Regions from separate parts of the Mus musculus genome. Here regions 1, 2 and 3 are each linked to region 4. The links are chromatin contacts, called in public HiCAR-type, HiChIP or PLAC-seq and promoter capture Hi-C maps. All regions are on one chromosome and are shown on one strand. Each heading gives the region's core, a stretch centred on a gene start, on an enhancer-like site or on the middle of the called end of the contact. The rest is flanking DNA. Distances are from core to core; before and after follow the strand shown. Region 1 holds the start of Ing3 (inhibitor of growth family, member 3). Region 2 holds the start of Cped1 (cadherin-like and PC-esterase domain containing 1). Region 3 holds the start of Fam3c (family with sequence similarity 3, member C). Region 4 holds the start of Wasl (WASP like actin nucleation promoting factor).

Region 1 (6,207 bases), core at 1,393-3,892, 2.7 Mb before region 4:
GACCACACATTCATGTGCCACAATAAACACACTTGCATTACAGTGCTGTTGGTGTCTTGTCTCTACATTCTCAATTCACACTGTAAGACAGTGCTTAGATGCCTAAGATAGGACCACCTTCAGCACATCCGTGATGAATTAATACGCTATTATCAGGGAGTGTAGGGCTACAAACACAGAGACAGTCCTTTATATCATAGGAAGCACTGCCAAGAAATATGGTGTTGGTTGTGTGCAGGTGGCATCACCGACAATCATCAATTGCATAATTCAATAGCATAGATAATGCAGCTTTCTGCAGGTGCTATGTAGTCCAGCAATCAGGGTTGTGTTCAGTAAGGGAAACAGCATGTAAGTCTTATTCTAGGCTTCTCTAGAAGGTGTGTGTACACTGACTATGTTTGAAATCATCTTAAAATTCCATTTTCCTCACTACAGAACACTCTCTGAGGAAACTTGGTTTACATAGACACGGTGAACTTCTACTTTTGACAGCATGCCATATTAACTACTCTTAATGCAGTATCTGCTAAAAACAATTTTCTAAAAATCTGGGTTAACAAGCTCAAATGGAGCCAAATCGGGTGAGGTGGTGCAAGCCTGCAAAGTCAACATTTTGAAGGTGCAAGCAGGAAGGTTAAAAGTTCAAGATTAGCTTGGATTACAATAGTGAATTGGAGGTCAGCTTGGGCTACCCAGGATCCCATCTCAAATAAACAAATGGATTCAAATGAACTGATATTCTACTAGGACATATAGAAATTCTCAGAATGGATACAGAAGGAATGAGCAAAGGAAATGAGCACGTTTGAGGTAAGCTGGGAACGAAGTCAGCTTTAGTTCAGAGACTATCAATCAAATCTTGGCCATGTAGAATTCCTGCTTGAACAGCTATGCATCCAGCCACTGTAAGAAGACAACGTCAAAAATCAGTTCTCAAGGAGGAGTCTAATAGAAGACAGGATCCCAAGAGGAATAGTCCCTATGTAAGAGTAGGTGAGCAATAAACTCTTTTCATATAAGAGGCCACTAAGAAAACATGCTTGTCTTGGACTTAAGAGGCCAATAAGGAAGAAAAAGTCTCCCTTGAGAGTATATAATGAAGTATTTTCATTACAGGTTCCAATTCAATCTATCGGTGCAATAGAATAAACCTCAACTACATAACTTAATTTGACCCTAAGTTTGATGGTGTCTTGCAGCAAAGTTGCAGAGTCAAATGCTAATATTCTCTAGCAAAACTCGATTTTAACTCCAGCAGTGAAATTTCTCTATATTTATAACCCTGGAAAAGTGAATTCAGAGTTAAAAACCCCAACACAGATGAAATTAGGCACTGTAAACAAACGTGGCTGCTTTTGAACAAAGAGCACAAACAGATAAATAGTTTTAGTACAAAATTTAAATTAAACAGGTGTAGACTAAATATATTTAACATTCAAGTAATAAGAAAATGGCTTTAAAAGAAGACAAAAGAGAATACAAGTATGTCATTGTAAATAAAATTGTAACATAAAAATATTGAGTAGTGAATAAAATGTGTCATACTGATTTATTTTCTTTTGTATGAGAAAGGGTCTTCCATAATCTGGGTTGGCTTCTAATTGCCTATGTTGCCAAAGCTCACACTCCTAATCCTCCTGTCTCAATTCTCCCACTTAGGGGATTACAGGTGTGTGGTGTTATAATCCACCAGATAGTCTAAGAAGGGATCATTTTCCCCAAAACACAGAAGCATTTAGTGTACGAATTTTTATGAAAGGCATTTTTAAGATAGAAACGGGGCGGTGATACACTTGTTATACCACCAGTGAACATTTGCTAGGGTTATTAAAAAAGCCTGCCCAGAACTATAAACATTAACCCAGCTACTTACCCAACATAAATTTAAATCATTGTTAGTATATGCCAGCAATGCATTAAATCACTATAATTTATGGTTGGTTGTTATTTATTCATCTATTTATTTACTTTATTGCGGATGCATTTGAACAGTTGTTTTACAATGAACACAAGATACACCGCAAAACATAACTGGCTACTGAATACTATTTTGGGTGTCTTTTAATTTGGGAAATGCACATTCGCTCCAGTCTCACTATAAATTATCTTAACGTTGCAGGGACACCAATCACTTGTCCCATTTATTTATCAGGAGTGAATAATGAAGATAAATTCCAGCAGCGAGTTCTGTTCTAAACAACCTGAATTTTCCGAACTTAGCCGATTATTCTAGCGTTTGGAATCTTTGCTATTTGCCTAGCACAGCCAGAAATCCATGACTCACAAACGGCGGGCTTAGAATCACCGCCCAGAACAGGTGAAAAGTTGTTCCTAGTTGTGTCAGGCAGGCGCATACAACTCCCGTCATCCCCCATGTAAGAAATCAACAAATAAACAGAGGCACCGCATTTCGGATTCTGGCGTGCCCGTTTCGCGCAGGCGTGTGGTTTCTGTAGTTGCCACTCCAAGAGACACCCTCACTAATGGCCACGCTCGGGGAAAAAGAAGACTACATTTCCCAGAATACCGCGGAGATCCGCACCGGCCGGTTGACGTCATCGCTGCAGACAGCCAATAGCAACGGCGGGCGGCAGTGAGGCAAGCGCCGTCAGGCGCCAAAGTGGAGCCTTTTTTTTTTTCCTTTGCTTTTTTTTTTTTTTTTTTCCTTTGCCGGAGTCGAGCGGGTGCTGCTAGCGGAGGCGCCATATTGGAAGGGACAAAACTCCGGCGACAGCGAGTGACACAAATAAACCCCTGGACCCGTTCGTCCCCGCAACAGTCAGGGCCGCGATGTTGTACCTAGAGGACTATTTGGAAAGTGAGTGCGCGGCGCCGGCGACGCGGCGGGCGGGATCGGCGGCGGGCGGGAGCGCGAGTGGCCGGGCGGGCGGGATGGCGGGAGGGAGGGGGAGCGGGGGATGTTTCTTTCTCACGGTAACTGGCAGCCTCGTTGTGAGCCGCCCCCCCTCCCGTACGCACGCACGCACGCACGCACACACGCGTGACGCCAGCGCGTCCCTTCGCCGTTGGCCCCGCCCTCTGACGGACTGTGCCTTTGACAGTGATTGAGCAGCTTCCGATGGACCTACGGGACCGCTTCACGGAGATGCGCGAGATGGATCTGCAGGTGCAGAGTAAGTGGCGCGTCTCCACGGCCCCGCGCAGCCCCGGCCTCCCTCGGGCATCGCCTGGCGGGTCCTCCGCGCTACTTTTTTCAGGCTGTGACAAGGAGGCGGCGGGCACACCGTACCGTTAACACGCGGGGCACAGCAAACACAGTTGTTTGTGTACTGCATGGAGATGACGACACTGCACCGCAGTGGAAACTCGCGTGATTTTCAGAAGGTTTGCACCCGAGCCTGGATGTGGAAACTTGGAGTTCTGCATTCAGACTTAAAAGTTCATTACATTCCGAATTTCTCCAGAGCAAAGACATAGAAGGGCAGGCTAGGGACCCTAGTGAACTCGGAAGGCCGAACTTTGACAAGTTGCATATTAATGGAAGACACTTAGAGCTGTGAACAGCGTGGACACTTTCTCAGCCAGAAATGAGTGAGAGAGATCAGATTTTAAGGAAATCACCCGCTTGCTCTTTAGAAAACTGTAGACGTTTGATAGGCTTCCCTACTGGTTTCTTGTTTTGTAAACACAACCACGTCATTCAGGCTGGTCTCACACTCAATATGTATAATAATCCTAGGCTTGCTCTAATCTCCTCATCTTCCTGCTTCTGTCTGCCTAGTGCTTGGCTTTTCAGGCATTGCTAGCATTGATTTTTTTTTCTGTCAGTGCTTGGCAGCTTTATATGTGACTTATTTCCAAAATGAACCTTGTTCTTTTGAAAAAGCCAGACTGGAAGAGGCTCAAAGGTAACTTGAGTTTGCTAAGGGCTTGTTCTCTTCATTCATGAGCCTCTGCCGCCCCTGCCCCTCATTTCTGTACCTTTTGTCCCTGACTGTACTTTTCTCATCTCAGTCTCTGGGTCATCTCTTGGGGTGCATTGCCCAATAGCCTCTCATAAATCTGTGACTGGAATAGGTGTGCTTTTTCTCTTTGACTTTAAGGTAGTTGCAGTAGTAAACACCTGCCGAAGCACATTCCAGAGGGATTGAGTAGAGTTTGGTGGCAGACAGATTTGGGTTCACTCTTGGACAGGACGACTAGGACAACTCCAGCCTTGCTGCCTGGGGGGCTTGTTTGCTTTTTTTTTTTTTTTTTAAAAACTGACAGTCTTCTGAGGATTTAAACTAATACAGATAATTAGGATGTATAATGCCCATTACAAATAGGTTTAGAATAAAGGATAATTTAAAACATTGTCAATCATTCAATTTTTTTAAAATTCTGGGATAGTTTGGATTTAATCTATTCATATGACAGTGCTTTCAAGTTTACTTACTTTGTAATCCTGGAGTTTTCGGAAACAAAGTGAGTAGGCATTAAAAGTATCAGCATGTCTAAGGTCAGCAAGTAGCTGAAAGTAAATTGTGTTTTAAAAATGAAGATTAACTAGAGCATCTCAGCATCTTTTGTAAAAAGCCATCCTGCTCTGAAGTTGCTTAAATGATAAATATAGTGGGCAATTTTTTCTCCATTTCCATCACAACAAAACCCCTTTTATTTATTTTTTTAGCAGCCATCCACTGAGGTCATTATTTTTGACCTGGGCTTTGGCGAAGCCTTACATAGAGTAAATAGCATGTGTGTTGAGTGAATAAATGGTGAGCAACGGTCACATATATTATCCCTTCCTGTGAGAGGACGTGATGAGGTGCTTGGTGCTATGGAGCAAGTGTTGACTCTGTCATCACTATTTTTATTAAAAGAAGTATGAGACCGTCCCAGGAGTACTGTTAGTAAGCAGCTCTGATTGCCGTAACCAGCTGACTTAATGCCATTAACTTTGATTTCAGTGCGGGTTGTGGCGTAGATCCTTGTCTGTACAATTCACTCTACCTTGATTACTGGAAAATGTTTTGAAATAGCAAAGTCAGTACAGAATATTTCAGCTTTTTAAAAACTAATGTAATGAAGGCACCACTGCTTATAGTACAAAATGTGTATAAGCTAAAACAGAGTTGTCAGATGTCTTTTTTTTTTCCTCAAATCAAAGCAGTTTGGTCGGCTAAGTATGAAATGTTTTATTGTGTCAGATGCAATGGATCAACTAGAACAAAGAGTCAGTGAGTTCTTTATGAATGCAAAGAAGAATAAACCCGAGTGGCGAGAAGAACAGATGGCATCCATCAAAAAAGTAAGTGTGATGCCTTGGATAATTGGCAGTCACATTGGGACCCTCTAGGAGAGATAGTAACATTACGTAGATACCTGGATATGGAGTGAGGGCACTTATGAGGGACTTGGGGGCACTTGGTATATTCTAGACCAGCAGTTCAACTCAAGGGGCAGATGACCTTTTCACAGGGTCACCAAAAGCCATCGGAAAACACATTACGATTCAGAAATAATCTCATGGCCGAGGCTCACCACAGCATGAGGACCTTTGTTAAAGGGTCACAATATTGGGAAGGTAGAGAAGCACTGGTTTAGAGCTTCCTGTAATTCTTGCTGAAGTTTATTTTAGCTAGTGCTGCGGGCCTTAAGGCTGTCCTGCAGATTAGATTACAGATTAGATAAGCTCACTAGTGCTGTGTGTGTGTGGGATCTGGTGTCTTTCTTTAGTGGTGTCTAGGAACACAACTTTCAAAGATTTGGCTTTGGTCCTCACTGCCATGTAGCTGTGTGACCTGGGTCAAGTCTTTTAACATGAGGAAGAATAAGTCCTTACGCCTAACCTTCATATAAAGTTTTCAGGGATATACAGAAACATTAATCTTGGAACTGAAAATTTCAATTGTGTTATTTATTCTTCCATCTGTAAGGAAGATTGTCTGTTAGGAGGGGGTAAACCAGCTTTCCTAAGAGAAGTGGTCCTGGCTTGTAAAAATGCCCAGGTATGAAGGAGGTTAGAGCTTGCGTATGTTAACCTAGAGTTCACTAGCCATCCTTTTCAACTAGAAGTTTTTCATGCAGCACAATTTGAACATACCCCCAAAAGTCTAGTTGTCTGTGGAAACACATAGGGTACTTTTTTCTTTTATGAAAAGAAAATTTTTGGTTTTTAAAAATAATATGGAGAAATATAAATTATAATTTGAGTGGTATTAATTGATAACCTAATTTAAAACTAGAGCTGTCAACCAA
Region 2 (5,837 bases), core at 2,574-5,073, 2.7 Mb before region 4:
ACATATTTTTATCTGCACATGGTTTTAAAAATCAATACCTTAAAATGCAGTTTTCATAAGCTGGGCAATTGGAAAACTGAAATAAGAGGTCCATAGCGAGCTCTTGGTCTCCATGGGCCACATAGTGAGGCCTTGTCCCCAAAACCAACCAAACAGAAAACAAAAAACAAACAAAACCCAAGGATTGTGGGTAGGTGTGTGGTAGAATGCTTACCTACTATGTCCAAGGCTCTGAGTTTGATTCCCAAACAATAAGCCTTCATTGAATATTTGAGTCAAACTCAAGTACCTCAAGTGCATACCAAAACCAAAAGTAGCTATATGTGTCATAAAAAGATCATATTTTATATGTTGGAAAGAACACTGAAGGTTTTTGTTTTGTGGAAGATTGTTCTATGTTGTACAACATTGATATTAGAGTACATGTTTGCCACTCTCTCCTCACAATGCTGCTAAATGCCTACTTTTAAAGAAGTGTGTGTGTGTGTGTGTGTGTGTGTGTGTGTGTGTGTGTGTAAAGGTTACTTTATGAACTAGATCACAAAAGCATCTGGTTTGAAACAATGCCAAAACCCCAGGTTCACAATTGTACTACAGATATGCCCTCCCACTCCCACCACTGAGCCAATATGGTCTCTGTCTTTATTGTTTCCTGTATAGACTCCAATCTAACTCTGCCTAGCCTCCCACTCAAATATAACTCATATAGAAAGAAGACAAAGAACTCAATGGCAAAAAACAAAACAATTCCATTGGGAAAAAAATGGTTGCATTTAGACATTTGTCAAAAGAAGAGGTCAAATCACTTGTTAGCATCTAGAAGAGTGATCAGCTTCTCTAATGCCAGGAAGACACAAATCAAAACCATAGCAAGATGCCACCTCACCCCATTTAGGATGGTCATGGTACAAGGCCAAAATGGCAAGAACGGTAAGAATGTGGAGTGTTGGTGACCATGTAAGTTACTACAGCTAGTGGGGAAAAGGGCTGCAGATGTGTCAAAACTTTGAAAATAGAACTACTATCAGTCACTCAGTGCCATTGCTGGGCACAGAATCAAGGATACAAGACAATGTGTTTAAAGGACATCCGCACTCTTGTTCACAGCATTAGTTAAAACAGCCAAGGATAGAAATGACTACTGTGTTCTTCAGCTGGTGAGTGAAGACAATGAGCTATGCTTACATCATTTTATTCCAATAAAAGAAGAGAATGAGATCCTGTTATTTCCAACAATGTGGGTAGAATTGGAGATCATTATGCTAGGTGGGAAAGGACGAGTATAAAAAGTAAAGCCCATATGATCCCATTTGTGAGGAACCTAAAGGCAAAATTCTTAATGTTTTTACCCCAAAGAAATGATAAGCATTGAGTCATTATATATGTTTAGGCTGACTTGTAAATAACATGCTACATGCATGTATAGAAACATTGCAGGGTGCTGCGTTAATATGTCCAATATCTCTATCTTTATCTAGCCATCAAAACTGTGACTTTGAGAACACAATATTTGATCGTCAGGCATGACTAAAGCCATCCTCTCAAACCGTCTGTTCCCCTTCATCACAAAGAATAATGGAAAGAGAACAATTAGGGACAGAGTTTGTATCTGCTTCTTTTGTGTTCCCCGTGGCTCACCATTTCCATGATCTGCTCACGAGTCCGACACCTCACCACATTCTAAGCTCTGCTCGGACTGAGCCTGAGGATCTAGCACCTAACAGATGTGCATCCGCTCTCATCCACCTGCCAGCTGTTCAGGATGCTTAGGTGCCTTCCATGGACCATCTCACCTGGGCCATCAGTACTCGGAGGGGGGACTCTGATCTCACAAATGATGGACTTAGATTTCATATTCCAAAGCATTTATTTCAGGACAGCTTGTAAGAGGTGGTGAGTGTGATGATCTATGTCCGTAGTGGATTGACTCTAACATCTGATGTGGTCCCAGGAGTCTCAGTCCACCGGGAGCTGTGCTTCCTTTGCCACGTTCTTCTTCTAATTAACCCCTTCTTTTTCTAATACTATAACTATTTCTAATATTATTACTACTGTCTTCTGCTCCCTTGGACTCTGTAGTCAAGATAGGGAATTGAGTTCTTCAACTTATCAGAATCCTTTCTAGTTTCCTCTTAGCCAAAAGAAAGCTACAATGTTGTGTAAACTTTTTCTCTTCTGTTGCGTTTCCCTTCTCCCAACCTAAAGGCAATTCTAGTTAGCATCCAATTTACTCTTCTGTAATCTGACTCAGTGACTTAATAATTCCTCCCTCCAAAAAAAGGATTCTTCCTTCCTCAAAACTTGATTTTTTTTTCATAATTCTAGGGTTAATAATTAACAACTACCTATACTGCTCATAACACCCAGTAAACAGCTTTACCATACTCTGGGTCTTATTAACATAGAAACCATTCCAGTTTAGAGGTCTAGTAATTCCTATTGGCCTTCAAAATATATTACATCCACACAAAACCTGTGGCATGCAGCAGTGATGCTCTTTCAATGTCTATATGTGAAAACCAGGTTAATTTTCTCCCATTCCCTTATTTGTCATGGTATTGAAGACTGAATTTATATATTAAATAGTAGTAAAACATTTTATAGACTATATGTAAATAGACTGAGGTAAGTTATTGTTTATTCTATATTGACCTAATTAATTTGTTTTTAAGGTGCAAACTTTCCTTTTCTCTTCTCTTCTTCTTTTTTTGTTTTTTTATTCTGTTCTTTTCTTTTTTATTTTTTCTTTTGTTTTTTTTTCTTTTCTTTTTTGTCCCTCTTCTCTTCTTCCTCCTTTTCCTTCTCTGTCTCTCTGTCTGTGTCTCTGTCTCTGTCTCTCTCTGTGTCTGTCTCTCTCTGTGTCTGTCTCTGTCTCTCTCTGTGTCTGTGTCTCTCCCTCTCCCTCCCCCTCCTCTCTCTCTGCTCATCTATCCCAAGCTGACTCAAGTTTCTTACTAGCAAGAGATGTCCATTTTCTGAATCTTTTGTAGCTGTGAACCTCTAGGGGGCGCTCTTTCTCACAAAATATTAGAGTGTAATCTCTGAGTCTGGAATGGGTTTACTCTAGGGGTGTGGCCTCAAGGGAGAACATCTGCCTATAAGAAGTTTGGTTAGACCTAAAGTATAGAAACCATCTAGGTATTTGAAGAATGTCCCCGTGAGCTTAAACTAGTCGTTCCTAGAGCTGCCAAAGCAAGAACCTGGAGGTTCTCTTCGGTGGTCCCTCATCCTGCTGAGCCAAAAGTGATGCCCGTGAGAGGGTTGGTATGGAATTAAAAAGCCTGCTGGGTACTCCTTTCTCCTGGGCAAAAGTTAGAACTTCAATACCTACTACAGTCAGTTCATTTGAAGAGCTAGGCATCAGACTATTTGCCTCGGAGAACCACAGAGCGGTAATAACGGCGGAAGGACTCTGTTGGAATGGAGAGGGGACTTTTAGTTACACGGAATGTTTCCTCTTCAGTGGTCCAGACTGTCCGGATGACTCTCTTGTCCTCTTAGGCGAGACCACAATTCCCTGGAGTGATAAGCCTCCCGGTTAGCTCAGAGTCGGCCTTCATCTCTTCCTCGACCTTTAGCATCTATTGACTAGAAGCCATTTGTTATTCTGTATTAGGAAAACGCAGTGACACAGAGGATCAGAGATCAAGTATATTTCTAATTCTGCGGGTCTGGATAGGTAGCCACGTTCCAAGTTGGGATATGGGTGCCAACTGCTGTTCCCATGCACATTAGTAGCCTACCCTTTGCTGGGGCAGAAACTTATAACGCGGCTCGGACAGCCCCCAAGGCCAGAAAAAGCCTTAGTTTAGCTCCGCCCCGCTCGGCCTGGGTGGCAGCGATGGCCCAGGTCCTCCGGCTCTCGGCCCTGTGTGCAGCTGGCACGCGCGTGTCTCCGCGAGTCTGCGCGTGTCTGTCCGTGCGTGAGAGTGAGATGAAGCGGAGTCCTACGCCTGGGTGTTTCCTTCCAAGTGATTTTGATCAGCAATCCATTAGGGGATCATGAAAAAAAAAAAATCTGGCTAAAAGGATGAAAACTGAGTAAGTACACAGAACTTTGAACTTGAAACGGAATGAGACCAAACGCAAGCAAAGCCCTGACAGTAACCACATACAGCCAAACTGCTATCCCCCTTTTTTATGTTAAAAGCCGTGAATGCTAGCAGCAAAGTGGCAATTTAAAACTGAACGAAAGGAAGCAGCAGTTCTACAACATAAAAGGCTGGGAGCGGGATGGCTTTAAAACCGGAGGGAAAATGAGAAACTGCTAGGACAACCTGGCCGGCGCCCAGCTGTGCAACAGGCACTTCGCGTTAAATCGACTGCGTCTTCGGCTGGTTTCTGCCTCCAGACCCGCTTTACGGTGCTTTCTTTTTGCCCCAAAAGAGGAGACAAGCTGAACTCCTGACTTTAAGAATGTTGTGGAAGTAAGGCATTACCGGAAGGAACTCTTGGTAGCTGGGGATGCATTCGGATGATTTCTTATAACTATCTTTATTTTGACATCTTAAAAAAAAATCTGGCCAGTCACTTCTTACTGTCCTTCATTTAAGGGCTATTAACCACCTCTGACCGCTGGGTCCTATGAATCTTTGGCATGAACCTTCGGAAAGTTTTCAAGCGGAGATGGGGCGAACTTGATTGGAATTGTGTAAAAAGAAGACAGATGTGTGTTTTTTTCACACTGACAACGTGGCCAGGGGCCAAGTGATCCTGGACTGGTCATGGTCTGTCGACCCGGGTTCCTTTGTCGCCGGCGATTTTGCCCCCGACCTTTCCTGGTGGGTTTGGTGGTGGCGATCTGTCTCTTTTACCAGACCCTGACACTCCGAGGGACTAAGAAGATTGCAGCGGACGTCTCTGGCACTGTCCCACACACACCCTCTCAAACTCAGGCTAGCAGATGTGAAGAAGGATACCGGCAGGACAAACAATGCTTCCTTCTCTCTGCGAGTACCCAGGAAACCAGGAAGGTAAGTCTGAGTTGAGTTTATCCTGGGCGTCTGTGGTCGGCCTCTCTCTCCTTTCTGCAAAACTAAAATTAACTTCCATGTGGTCCGAATGGGAGCCAGAGTGAAAACAGTGCGGAGTGACCCGGTGACTGGGAGAGGTATTACATAAGCTGCCAAACTTCCTAAACCTACTTAAAGAGTTCTGCCCTTTATCCTTTAGAGGCTACCTTCATTGCAGTGAGGGAAAATCGCTTTTAAGATGTTAGAAGTCTACGAGAGCTGAGGATTTACACATCAGAAACAAAAGTCAGTTTTAAAATCTGAAAGAAAGAAAGAAAGAAAGAAAGAAAGAAAGAAAGAAAGAAAAAAGTCCGTATCTCTTTCTTAAATCCAAGAGAATGAATGATAAGACTCCCAAATTCAAGGATTCCTCCAGAGTTCCATGTCAAGACCTGCTAAGTTGATTCTGAGTTGGTGACTATGTTTCCAAACTAATTATTTCGGAAGAATTTAAAAGAATATAGTATCATATGCTTCTTAAAAATACTTGACATGGGGTTTAATTGTTCATAGAATTAGGAGAACACTGGTCCAGTATTGGGTCCATACCTAGACTCTAAGCACTCAGGAGGCGGAGGCAGTAAAATTATGTCACGCTTCAGTCCAGCCTGCTTCACATGAAGAGTTCTGGGCCTGCCTGTGTCAAGTAGTGAGGCTTTTTCTTTTTAAAGTGTGCATTTATGCTTGGTGTGGTGGACTACCTATAATCCTGCACTAGAAAGGCAGAGAAGGGGGCCAGGGGTTCAAGGCCAGCCTGGCTAACTACATTGTAAGCCCAAGTCCAGCCTGAGCTATATTACACAGTTTCATACAAAATAAAGGAAG
Region 3 (5,845 bases), core at 3,109-5,608, 2.3 Mb before region 4:
TGCAACAACAGGTGCTGGAACCTGACAGACATTCTGAGAGCAGTGTTGCAACAGACAGCTCACTTTTGAGTCGGCCGCTTCCTAGCAGAACTCTGGAAACTGTAGAAACCACAGAGACACCTAGAGTTCTTTCTTTCCTCTCCAGGAACCTGAGCTAGCCCATTACAGAAATGTGCCAGTTGATCCGCATGCACTTGACAATGTTTTCCAACAAAACATTTAAGGGATTAAAAAGAAAATGGCCTTGTGTTCGTCCTTCAGCCTAATAGTACAGATAAGCAAGTTTTTCCATCTATAAAGGATGCTTGTACACAGGCTGGGCTAGTCTCCACTGACTTCTCAGTAGTACAGAAAGATGGATTCTAACCTGCAGACACTCCATCAGGGTCCCACTAGCTCTTAAATTTTTTAACTCACAGCCAGAGTTCAGGTCTCTTTTGAGAGATTGCTGTTAACCTTATTACCATCACATCTAAAAACCATTCAACCCAGGAGGGTAAGTGGTGTGTTTAGGTGGAGAGTCAGTAAGTGGGAGTAAATGTGGGCTGCTTACTAAAAAGGACCAATAAAAAGCTGTAGGTCAAATGGAACTGCCACACCTACGCAAACACTGCATGAAGTAAATATTTCAGTGAACAAGACTATTAAGCCACTAATGGATAAATAAATGGAAATGAGTAGCCAGATTAGATTGCATGACACCTCAAGATATGTCTGAGGCACTCCTTAGAACTCAGCCACCAATACAATCTTCACTACAAACAGATGTCAGGCAGGGCCACCTTTCATAAACTCTTACAGTTTGCATGGTTGAACATCTGAAGAAATATTAATAGAATTTGTGTGTGTGTGAGTGTGGTGTTTGTGTGTGTACATGTCTGTGGGTATGTGCATATGTTGTATAGGAGAGTGTGTGTGTGCGCGTGCGCGCGTGTGTATGAAACCAGACAGCATTGTCGGGTGTCTTTTTGGTTACTCCCTAGGTGGTCTCTCATTGAAACTGGAGACTACTCATTAGGGTAGACTGACCAAGCAGAGAGCCCCAGAGATCCCCTGGCAAGCATACTGACTGATCTCCCAGACTTCAATATAATATCCTTTACATTATATCCTAACCCTCATAATAACACTACAAGAGAAGCCCTAAAACCTTAGACACCTAAAAAGGTATATTATCAATTTTAAGAAACACACTTAACAGTCTAAATACAGAGGCTTCCAAACATGTTTGGCTTGGGGGTGGGGGGTTGTTTTGTTTTATTTTTGTTTTGTTTTTGTTGTTGTTAGTAAAATACATCCTATCAAGTTCTTCGAAGGCCTCAGTAAAGTGTTACCCACACCAGGGAGGTGTGCCTTTTAACAAGCAATGTCTCTGCTACTGCAGACCTACAGGACCAGACTCCCAGAGTAGGTATAAGAACTAACAAGCTCTTTGGGGTGATTCTCTCAGGCTGAAAGAGAGCTTCAGGATTACAGGGCGCCAACCCACACAGAAAACGTTAAGAAGGGGGAAAAAAACCAAAATGAAAGCCAAGGCAGATCTAACACCGAATCAAATCCCCGAGTCCAATTCCTATGATAGGACTTTTCATTATTTTCTGAATGGAAACAGAGCCGGCAGTCCCAGGGCCAGGTCTGCCAGGTGGAAGAGGGAGAGGCAGGCAGGAAATCTGGAGACTGACATGAAGAAAAGAAGAAAGAACTCCTGTTTGAAATGCTCAAAACAGACTCTAGCTCAAACTGTCCCCATGTTTTCTTACAGATCTTCTCTTCCACAAAGCAGCATTTTGTTTTAAAATCCAATAGCCACTTGACAAACTAAAATGGTCATTGGATTTCTGGAACCCAGTGCAGAGACCTTAAAAATAACATTTAGTTTTGCTTGCTCCTTTAGAATTCTACAGCTGTTTCAATACCTTAATCCTACCCTATCCTACTACGGGAAAGATGGGCAGACAGACAAATATTATCGAGTACAATGACAAAGGGCTCAGAAGGTAAGTATGCTGACAAGTCTGACATCCTGACTTCGAGTTCCAGAAAGAAAACCAACTCCTACAAATGGTCCCTGATCGCCACACATGCGCCACAGCATGGGCCTTGGCCCCACCCCTTACATATGAAAAGAATGCAAGGTAAAAATAAGTAAATTTCCTTTGAGAAAAATGAAAAAATAAGTGTTCACTATAGGAGGATCAAAATAGAACATCAGTATTTCAGCTTTCACTGTGTTGGGGTTTTGTTTTATTTTTAAGAAAGAAAACAAGAGCAGGAGGGAATAAATTTCCACCCATCATGGTGGGATCTTCATTTCCTGTAACTACTTCACATTCCACTTGATATGGATTCACAGGATCTCATGTTTCCGGGTTTCCCTGCACTTCATTCATACCTAGGTCAAGTGTAGAACTGAAGTATATCAAGGTTCACAGATTGCAGCAGCCAAAAGCTCCCCTGAGGGAAAGTGCTGGAACAGGGTGCTTCTATCTGCCCACACAGAAAGGCAGGCAGCTCAGCAGCCAGGGGCACAGAATAAAAAGAAGGCACTGAGGGAGAAGTTGTATCAGCTAAGACAATTTTACAAGCTCCTATTTTGATCCTATGCAATGCCCTTCAAAACTCACTCCAAGCCCACTAATTGCAGGTAATGCAGGGTGCCATTAGTTTACACAGCTGATCCCACAGAACTGCCTTAACAAGCCTGGAGGAGCCGTGATGAAAATCACCAGAAACTCACTGCTGAGGATGCTCACGCAGCAATCAAACTATCACACAAGACGCTCAACAGTCTTACCGAGGGAGGGACCAAAAGGGAGAAATGTGCCATTGAGAGTCTGTGCCTGCCTCTCTGGTCTACATAATTCCATCATTCTGTAGCTTCGCGTCTCCACAACCATAGGGTCGCAGAATGTCACCGACTAGAGGAATTCTATCTCGCCCTTTTTATGTTACAATTTCTTCCTACAAAGAAGAAATATTTTTTTTCTATTTTTTTTTTTCCTGCTGTGTTCACAGCTGTAGTTTGCATGATGCTCTTATACCTGAGTAATGAGCAACGACAGATGAACGACTTGAATTTGATGCGTCGAGCCGTAACGTGCTGGAAGTCATCAGCTGGTTGTTTTAATGAGTACATGTCTTAAGATTCTATGAAACAAACCTAATCACTAGCATAAAACTAAAAACCTAGCAAACTGCCGGAGAGAAATCATCAGATGAGCAACCTCCAGAAAGAAACAGGATGTAAGACAGCAGGGATGTAAGACAGCAGGGCAAGGGAGAGTAACTTACTTTTCTTAGTGAGTGGCATCTGGGAAGTTATTAACTTTACTTCTTCAGTAATGGAGGTTTCTCTGTGCTCCCTAAGGCACTGTATGAGAAACAATGTTTCCAAAGACTTGGAAATTTTAAGTCTATCACTGGTCCTTCCAGGAAAGCTCAGGCCATGGGATCCGCCATTACCATCCAACTTTAAAACTTTCTCAGGAAATAGGTGTCCTAATCTGTAAAATCTGAGCAGTAATAATAGGACCCGTGTGAGGAGTTGTGAAAACTAAATATGCGCTAGGAAATACTGGGTAACTCTATCTAAGACGGTAAAGATGCAAATTAGGGACTTTGTATACATGTATTTCTTCCTATGAAGAAACGAAGCAAAAGTTCTATCAGATAGTAGTTCTATATTATAGGAATTAACTATGTAAATTGAAGCTGATGACTCCCCGCAAGTTACAGCTAGATGTGTCGATCTCAAATCGTCCATCTGGGACTCATTACTAAGTATAAGAGCGCTGACCATCATGCATACTACATCTGTGAACGCAGCAGAAAATAAAACTAAAAATAAAATGAACAGCACTCATCAAAGACATAGAACACCTATGTGTTCACTTGCAAAAGGAGAAAGCAGCTCCAGTTGGGCAGAAATGCAAACTTTACGAGTGGGTCTAGGCGGTCCAGCACAGAGTTCGAATCCAGCACGCCCGTCCATCCCATCCAGTTCTCTGGGAACGCTCAACCTGCAGGATACCGACCACGAGGGGCAAACACCCGCTTCCAGGTGCAGCCGGAGCCCGGTGGCACTCGCGACCCAACGCCCGGGGCAGACGCCGCTGAGCGGGCCGCGATGCTCCGGACGGCCGGGCCCCGCTGCAGCCAAGACCCGCATCGCGCTGCGAGGCAGGAGGCAACCGGCAGCCGGCGAGGTGCTCCGTCCGCTCCTGCCTCCACGCGCCCAGCCGCGCCCAGCCCAGCCGCCAGCCCGAGCCTCACCCGTCTGCGGTCGCGCCGCCGTCAGTCCTGTCGGAGGCCGACGGGAGGTGCCACCGCCGCCGCCTCCTCCCGAGCGCGCCGATCGCGCCTCGGCTTTCCCCGGCTCCTCCGGCTTCGCCGCGCGCCCGCCCGCGCCGAGGAGGAAGCCAGCTCGCCCCAGGCCTCCTCCCACGCTTCCCGACGCGGCCAATGAGCCCGGCAACCGCGGAGCCGCGCACGCCCCCTGGCGGTGGAGGACCGAGCCGACGCTGAGGTCCCTGGAGGAAGGACCACAGCCGCCAAGATCCCGGGTCGCGTCTGCGACTCAATGTGAACTTGCCACGTGGGAGCTGCCGCGTCCGCAGCCAGGACCTGAGAGGCACCCGGGGAGGAAGGAAAATGTGTCAGCGCCTCCGCCCTTCAGTCACACACACACACACACACACACACACACACACACACACACACACAATCCTGACCCTAACGTACTTCAGGAGGCAATTTGAAATGACCAGTCCTAGTCTAGAGCTGATTCAGACTAGGACCATGGGGAATCTTCACTTGACTCCTGCAAGCTAGGAAACTGATCATAAAAATCCTCTAGACAGGGGATTCAGAACGAATTCTGCAACCCCGAATAATCTATCCAAGGGGAAGAATATTGTTTGCATGCTGCATGTCAATTTCTTCTTTCAAATTATTAGCAGTATGAGGAATGTTTTTCTCATCTGTTAGGAAGTTTACCTTTTATCAAGATTTTATGAGTAACTGGGAAATTAACACAAATTTTACTATGCACAATCTAAGAATACAATATTTTTAGTTTCAAATCCATATCTGTATAATTTGCAACTGCTAACTTCTTTTTTTGGAAATCAGGATAATTTATGGTAGCAAAAATTAAACTTAATGAAGTAATAGGGTTTAATCATAACAATTATGTCATCAAATTTCAACATTCCCTCCAAAACATAAAACACACAACCTAAAAAGAACTATGGGGGCTGGAGAGATGGCTCAGCAGTTAAGAGCACTGACTGTTCTTCCGAAGGTCCTGAGTTCAAATCCCAGCAACCATACGTTGGCTCACAACCATCTGTAACGAGATCTGGAGCACTCTTCTGGAGTGTCTGAAGATAGCTAATGTGTACTTACATGTAATAAATAAATAAATCTTTTAAAGAAAGTTAATGTATAGCAAAATTATTAAATAAATAAATAAAATAAAAACTATGAATTCTGTTGCTTAGGCCCCAGGAAAGGGAAAGAGACAGTAAACATCTGAGCTAAATTTCAAACACTTGTCTAGTCCTTTGCCTTGTTACTTAGTTGCTATGAAGAAACATTATGACCAAGGCAACTCTTGTCAAAACAAAAAACAAACAAACAAACAAAAAAAGTTAATTCAGGGCTTTCTTACAGTTTCTGAGGATTAGTCCATGGTCATCAAGGTGGGAAGCCAACAGGCATGGCACCTAAGCAGTAGCTGAAAGCTTCAGATCATGATCCACAGACAACAGACAGAATAGACATTGTTGGGCTTTTGAAACCTCAAAGCCCGCCCCTAGTGACACGCCTCCTCCAAGGCCACACC
Region 4 (5,957 bases), core at 475-2,974:
AATACATCTTAAGTCCGATGGAATGATTTGGTTTCCCAAAGTCGATATGAACAGTCAGATCATGAAGTTAACAATTAATCTGGTAACTTTCCAGAAACTGTCTCCTCTTAACTTCTTCAGCAGGTGTAGTCTGATTCTGACATCTCCAACATTGCCAAGGGAGGATATGAAATGGTTCAGCTCGGCTGAAACTTCTCTGGGTGTTTCCTGGGTTCCAGAGGCACAGGCTCTGTGAGAGCTAGCAAACACGGCAGAAAGGGAGCCGGCTAGCATTCCAACAATCCCCCTTTCAACTCAGTCACCTCAGGAAGATCAAGATAAGGCCTTCACCCAGAGAACCTCCCCACCCCAGAAAGGCCTGCAGCCAACGTAATGAATGCTTCCGTCAATAACACCCATTCCCCTTCCCACAGAACTGCTTGCTCCCAATCCGCCATCTGGGGTTGGAATGGGCCTCCTCACAGCACCAAACTCAGAACCACTTTTGATCCCAAAGGCCGTGAGCTATTAGAAACTGTCGCTTCCCTACGCATGGCTTGGGAGCGAACAGCACCCTACACCCCACCCCACAACGCCAGGGAGGAAAAGAAAAACCCACAGTGGGGCGGAGAGCAGAAACTAGGCCTAGTTTCTGCTGGAGAAATAAACCCCGTTTTTGTTTTTTTGTTTTTGTTTTTTGCAATTGGGAGCAGGCGCATTTCCTGCCCTTGCTCTGATCCTAAGTGTCCATGAACCTGCACTGCACTTTATTCTCTCCCGGAATCCTTAAGGCGGACCGAAAATCCAATTCGCTTCTTTCCCCATCTATTCATTCCTAAAACCTCTAGCATTGTTAAAGAAGATAACCCAGATCCAGAAGTGGGAAGTGAAGCAAGGGCCAATGCTGGGATCCTGTCCTGAGATCTTAAGCTGCTGATGCACGAACAAAATCCCCTTGTGGTCTAGAGTAAAGTTTGAACCTGCAGCAAGGGCACGGACCCGGCCCGGCCCGGCGGACCTGGGCTACTGGGCAGGCCTATGGAGGTGACACTCCCTTGTTCTCCAGCAGCTGGGGGAGGTGGCTCCGGGCCGGGCAGGCCTGCACCCGGAGAGCTGGGTGAGGGGAGCCCCAGGGCCCGGGAGGCTGGAGGCCTGGCCCGCAGCAGCACCCCAGCCGTGCCGAGCCTGCCCCCCTTCTCCCTCCTACCCTTGAGTCCCGTTCCCCCCCAGCCCGAACCCGCCAGTAGACGTTGGGGGGTGGCGACAGGGGGGTCTCGGCTACTGACCACACATTTCTTGCCGAGGAAGGAGAAGAGAGACTCGTTCTCTTGCGGGGTGAGCAGCAGGGAGCCCACGTTGGTGACCCTCCGCGGGGGCTGCTGGCCCGAGCTCATGGTGTCGCCGGTGGGGTGGAGCGTCCAGGGTCGTCACTTCTGGCGGCGGGCGAGCACTCGGGTCCCACTCTGGGTGACAGGGGCGCGAGCCGGCGGTCACAGCCGCAGCATCCCGTCGTCGCTCCTCCGGCGCGCGGAGGCCGAGGGAAGGAGATGACGGCGGGCGCCCTCGGGCCGCGCGCCGACAGGGAAGCTCCGGGCTCCCGCCCTGCTCAGCTCCGGCTGGATGGTCGTTGTCCTAGCACTCCGGCGGCTGCGCTAAACTCCCTACTCCTCCAGTCCTCTGGCGGCGGCGGCGGCAGCGGCGGCGGCGGCAGCCGCACAATCCAACATGGCAGCGGGGGCGGGCGAGACCACGGGACGCGGGACGCGGGGGAGAGCGCCGGAAACTCGGCAAGGCGGGACACCCCCTCGGTTGCTGCGTGCCGGGGCGTGTCCTACCCAGGCCCCGCCCCTTCCGGAAGCGGCAAGGCTCATCCCGGTTGAGGTCTTGTTGCAGGCTAGTCGCCCCCACCAATGACCACCGCGCGCGTGCGCAGACTCAGAGCGAGGCAGGGCTGGCGGGTCTCCTACACTGACTGCCGAGCCGGACGCCCCCTTGCAGCAGCGCCCACCTTTGCGGAGCGTCGGGTCCGCGTAGCCAGTGTTTGTTAGGCATCGAAGCGAGACTCTCAGGCCGCCTGTCAGGGAGATCTAGTTTAGCTGGAGAGAAAGGTCGGCCGGCGTAGTTTCGGTCAGAGCCGCAGGTGCCTCGGGTTTCTGGATCTTAGTCCCGGCCGCCAACGGGGCGTGGAGGGACATTGCTAAGATCAGGATAGACATCTTCAGAGATGTCAAAAACAGAATCGCAAAAGGCGTCCACCACCCGCCTGGCGGATCTCGTGGGATAGGTGTGTGTAGTTTTTTCCTTGCCTTGTGAATTGGAAACTACCCCTCTCAATCTTTCTCTATCTCAAGTTGGAAGCACCTTGTCTCTTTAATTCAGGATGAATGCACGCGTTTGGGAATGTCGTGTAGGAATACACCTTACCTCTTTTTTCCTTACGAGTTAATTTCATGGCTCTGTATTCTAGGTGCAGGGACCTAGGGCCTGGTGCATACTCAGCCAGCTGAGCAATATTCCCAGCAGAAGTAAATAATGAGAATTCATTACTGTGTTTCATAATATTAAAGGTTAGTATAAAATCATTGGTTGAAAACTAAAAAGCTTTAATTTAAAAAAATTGGAATATAGAGATGATAAACCAGATTACAGCGAATTCTATAAAATGTACATCCTACTATTAACATTAATCATACAACGTATCACATAAGTTGTACTAACGATGTTTGCTAATTACCTAGTTCTAATTAAACAGTTGCATATTCAACTTTTATGACAAACTCTGGTAAATTTCTGATAGCTCTCAATACATTGATAAACTATTACCGACGAACTGAAAACAAAGCTGTAAAGCTGCCTATAATGCACATAATGAAATTGGGTGATGAAGAGCAAGCCTACAACAGAGGATGTGCGAATATACTCTTAGGAGTTCTCACATAGTATATGGATATCTCAAATTATGTTAATGTTAACGGAAAAGATAATCTTTAAAAGTGGCAAAACTTTTTAAAATAGTAGGTTTGTGAAAGGCACCATTTGAAGTACAAGAAATGTTTGAACCGTGGGGCTAAGAAACCTGGAAGATGAGTCAGTTTATGATTTGTTAAAAATGCACCTCTTATCAACTGAAAGCATGGTGACAGCCAAGATCATCACAAGTTCTTGAGAAATGTTTCAGCCCTGACATTTTCAAACTCGAACACTTCCTTATCCAAAAACATAGGCTGCGGTTGGTTCAAGGTTGAAGTTCCAGTTAGACGGTTGTTTAAATACATCCGGGAATTGCTTCTCTGTCTCAGGTTCCTCATCTGTAAAATAAAATCACTGTTTCATGGAGGTAGTATAGTGGAACTTGGGACAGTTAGACCTACTTTAAAAATGTAGAGAGAAAACCATGTGCTAGTGTACCTGATACACAGTGAGTACCCACGGCCTGTCTCCCTTTTCACCATCTTTGCTAGTGGTCTGCTATGTATATCTTTGTCTTAGAGGATCAAGTATTGAAGCATGTATTTTTACATCTATTTTATATAAGCCTGATTTTTCAAAAACCTTTAATTCACAGCCTTACACAATTCTCAAATCTATGTCCATGAGTTTAGAACATATTCTTTTTCTTAGTGATCAGGCTACAGATTTTGCCAGATTGTTTTAGTCCATTTTGCTAAAGTAACCAAACTGCTAATATTATAATTGTAGACAGGCCTGTTAATTAGTAAAATCCAAGAAGCTAGATAGGACCTAGACCAGAGAATGACTGCTTAATGTGCACAAGGTCCTGGATTCTATTCTCTCTCATTTCTCTCTCATTTCTCTCTCTCTCTCTCTCTCTCTCTCTCTCTCTCTCTCTCTCTCATGTGAGTGCACGAGAGTGCATGCAAGAGCACGCGCGCGCACGCGCGCGCACACACACACACACACACACACACCACAAACAACAAAGCCCAAAAAAGCAATTAAAACTATTTTAAGAATGTGTGTAGGGAGGTGGCATAGGAGGGGTTGGAGGAAGGATGCCTGGGTGGGGCTGGAGGGAGGGCAGGGGGAAAGTGATGTAATTTTATTTTCATTTTAAAATGTACACAAAATTAGAATGAACATTTTTTAAACTAAAAATACCAGCTCTCACTGACCACCAAACTGCTTTGAAAATAGATATGAGAGAAACAAAAAAAACCAAAAAACTGTGGCCTGGTATGTGTTTCCAGACCTCTTAGGAGAGACCGATTGGGTTCCAGTCTACTAGCCTGTGCTTCTTTGAATTGTCTGCTCTTTTCCTCCTCAAGAAATCTCGAGGCCTTACCTCAGTACAGCTTTCACTCACTGCTGTCTGTTTTCTTTAGACTTGAAGATTAAAAAATGTCATTATCATAATGCTTTTTCCTTAATCCCAATTTATTTATTTATGTCTTCCACAAATCTTAAATATAGTGCCTTGTCCACAAAACTTCAGCTTGAGTTCTTATTTCTAGCCTCCCCACCCCCACCTCAGGGCTTTCCCCAATACCTTGATAGTCATAAAGCAAGAAAATGTAAGTGTGAACATTTCGTTGGAAATAAGACTTCCTTATGCATTTGAACGCGTGAAGAACAAAGTGTTGGGGAAGTTCCTCTCTATTGTACACGAAGGATTCTGCTTTATTCATTCATCCTGGTATCAAGAAGGCTTAGCAATATTTGTTTCAAGAAGCCTAGCCAGTCCCCCTGACTTTTATTCTTGATAGCATAACTCCTCCTGCAGAGCACAAGACAGCATTCACTGTTTTCTTTGGCAAGTCCTTTTCTTATCTCAAATTCTTTTTGCCCAGTTTGAGAGATTGGATATAGTCCAGGAAATAAGCATTTGAGTCTCCTTCAGCTGGATGTTTTGAAGTTCACTAGGCTAAAACAGGTAGGGGTTTTTTTTATCTTCATCTAAAGTACAGCTGCTGTATTAAAAGTCTAGAGATAGAACAAATACAAAAGTAAGTCTTAGATTTCACTTCTCATGTGGTTTCCTTTCCCTATACTAAACTCTCTCCTAGACATTTATTTTCCACTGCTTTCTTTGCTATTATTCTTTAAGGTGAGTGCTTCATTTTGACAGAAAACCTTATAGTAACGTATTTATGGAAGTGAGGGGATATTTTCAGGTGTCACCCATACTACCATGACCACACTTCCCATTTTATTTCTTTACAGTTGTCATTGTGGATGTACAGGTCCTCTGAAATGTATTACTTCCCTGGTTAATGTTAGTAAATTAAAATATAGTGACACCCTTCTCTATGGGAGAATTGGTAATAGCATCACACAGAGTTCCATGGCAGTCAGCCATTGGAGCCAAAATTGCTGGTACTGATGATGCCCAGCTGTGGGAGAACTGATTTATAGAGACAAAGCAAGAGGTTCTGGATGCTGCAGGGATGAATACCGCTTCTTTCACTGCAGCATCTAAGTTTCATGGGTGTAAACTGTCCACATTATAAAATATGTGCACATTTTTATGTAAGCACTGTGTAAATTGGGAACTTGAGGATTTGTTCTAGTAAATATTTTTCTAGTTAAATGTGGAGTGTTTTATTTGTTATCAAAAATAAAGCTGACAAACTTCTTTTCTCCTGTTTCCATTCATTTTAAGTACAAGTCGTTTTCTGGGTTCTGTGTAAAGAGTTGATAGGTTATCTGCAACCCATTCACACTCCTCATTGATTTTAGTGGGAAATTGAATTCTTATTCAATGTTAGTGAATTACCTATGATAGCTATTGCAACTCTCAGGTCTAGTCCCCAGATACCTAATACGTACTCACACTCAAGAAGTAATTGGTGGTACTAGGCATGCTATGGCTCTCAGGATAGTGTTTATCTGTTCCAGCTGCTGGTCTTTAACTTCACTGAATATTCAGTAGCTATTACTTTAGTTATTCCAAATGAGAGAGCAGAGACATTATAATGAGAATTAGTTCTTCATTATAATGTACTCCAGATCAGTTTATT

What was found. HiCAR-type assays count read pairs that join an accessible place to other places. HiChIP or PLAC-seq counts read pairs in DNA pulled down with a chosen protein or histone mark. Capture Hi-C pulls out chosen DNA fragments and counts their contacts.
Region 1: a contact with region 4 is called in an H3K27ac HiChIP or PLAC-seq map of thymic regulatory T cells, with 6 times the contacts expected there. The contact joins the promoter of Ing3 here to the promoter of Wasl in region 4. A contact is called at or near these places in 1 of 39 promoter capture datasets (pre-B cells), 3 of 484 Hi-C or Micro-C datasets (CD4 T cells, CD8 T cells and rod photoreceptor), 4 of 115 datasets of contacts at active chromatin or transcription factors (double positive thymocytes, regulatory T cells, stem cell-derived neural progenitor cells and 1 more) and 1 of 9 other capture datasets (liver).
Region 2: a contact with region 4 is called in a HiCAR-type map of astrocytes, with 2.6 times the contacts expected there. The contact joins the promoter of Cped1 here to the promoter of Wasl in region 4. A contact is called at or near these places in 1 of 39 promoter capture datasets (liver) and 2 of 115 datasets of contacts at active chromatin or transcription factors (astrocytes and large pre-B cells).
Region 3: a contact with region 4 is called in a promoter capture Hi-C map of adipose tissue, with 5 times the contacts expected there. The contact joins the promoter of Fam3c here to the promoter of Wasl in region 4. A contact is called at or near these places in 1 of 484 Hi-C or Micro-C datasets (regulatory T cells) and 2 of 9 other capture datasets (adipose tissue and liver).

What each region holds. Positions count from the first base shown.
Region 1 is chr6:21,946,973-21,953,179 of GRCm38.p6, forward strand. Ing3 (inhibitor of growth family, member 3) reads left to right here and starts at 2,643. Exons shown (of 12, transcript NM_023626.4): 1 at 2,643-2,821; 2 at 3,066-3,137; 3 at 5,157-5,257. The coding sequence starts at 2,794.
Region 2 is chr6:21,982,087-21,987,923 of GRCm38.p6, forward strand. Cped1 (cadherin-like and PC-esterase domain containing 1) reads left to right here and starts at 3,824. Exons shown (of 22, transcript NM_001081351.1): 1 at 3,824-4,973. The coding sequence starts at 4,725.
Region 3 is chr6:22,351,723-22,357,567 of GRCm38.p6, forward strand. Fam3c (family with sequence similarity 3, member C) reads right to left here and starts at 4,359. Exons shown (of 10, transcript NM_138587.4): 1 at 4,273-4,359.
Region 4 is chr6:24,663,271-24,669,227 of GRCm38.p6, forward strand. Wasl (WASP like actin nucleation promoting factor) reads right to left here and starts at 1,725. Exons shown (of 11, transcript NM_028459.2): 1 at 1,266-1,725. The coding sequence starts at 1,373.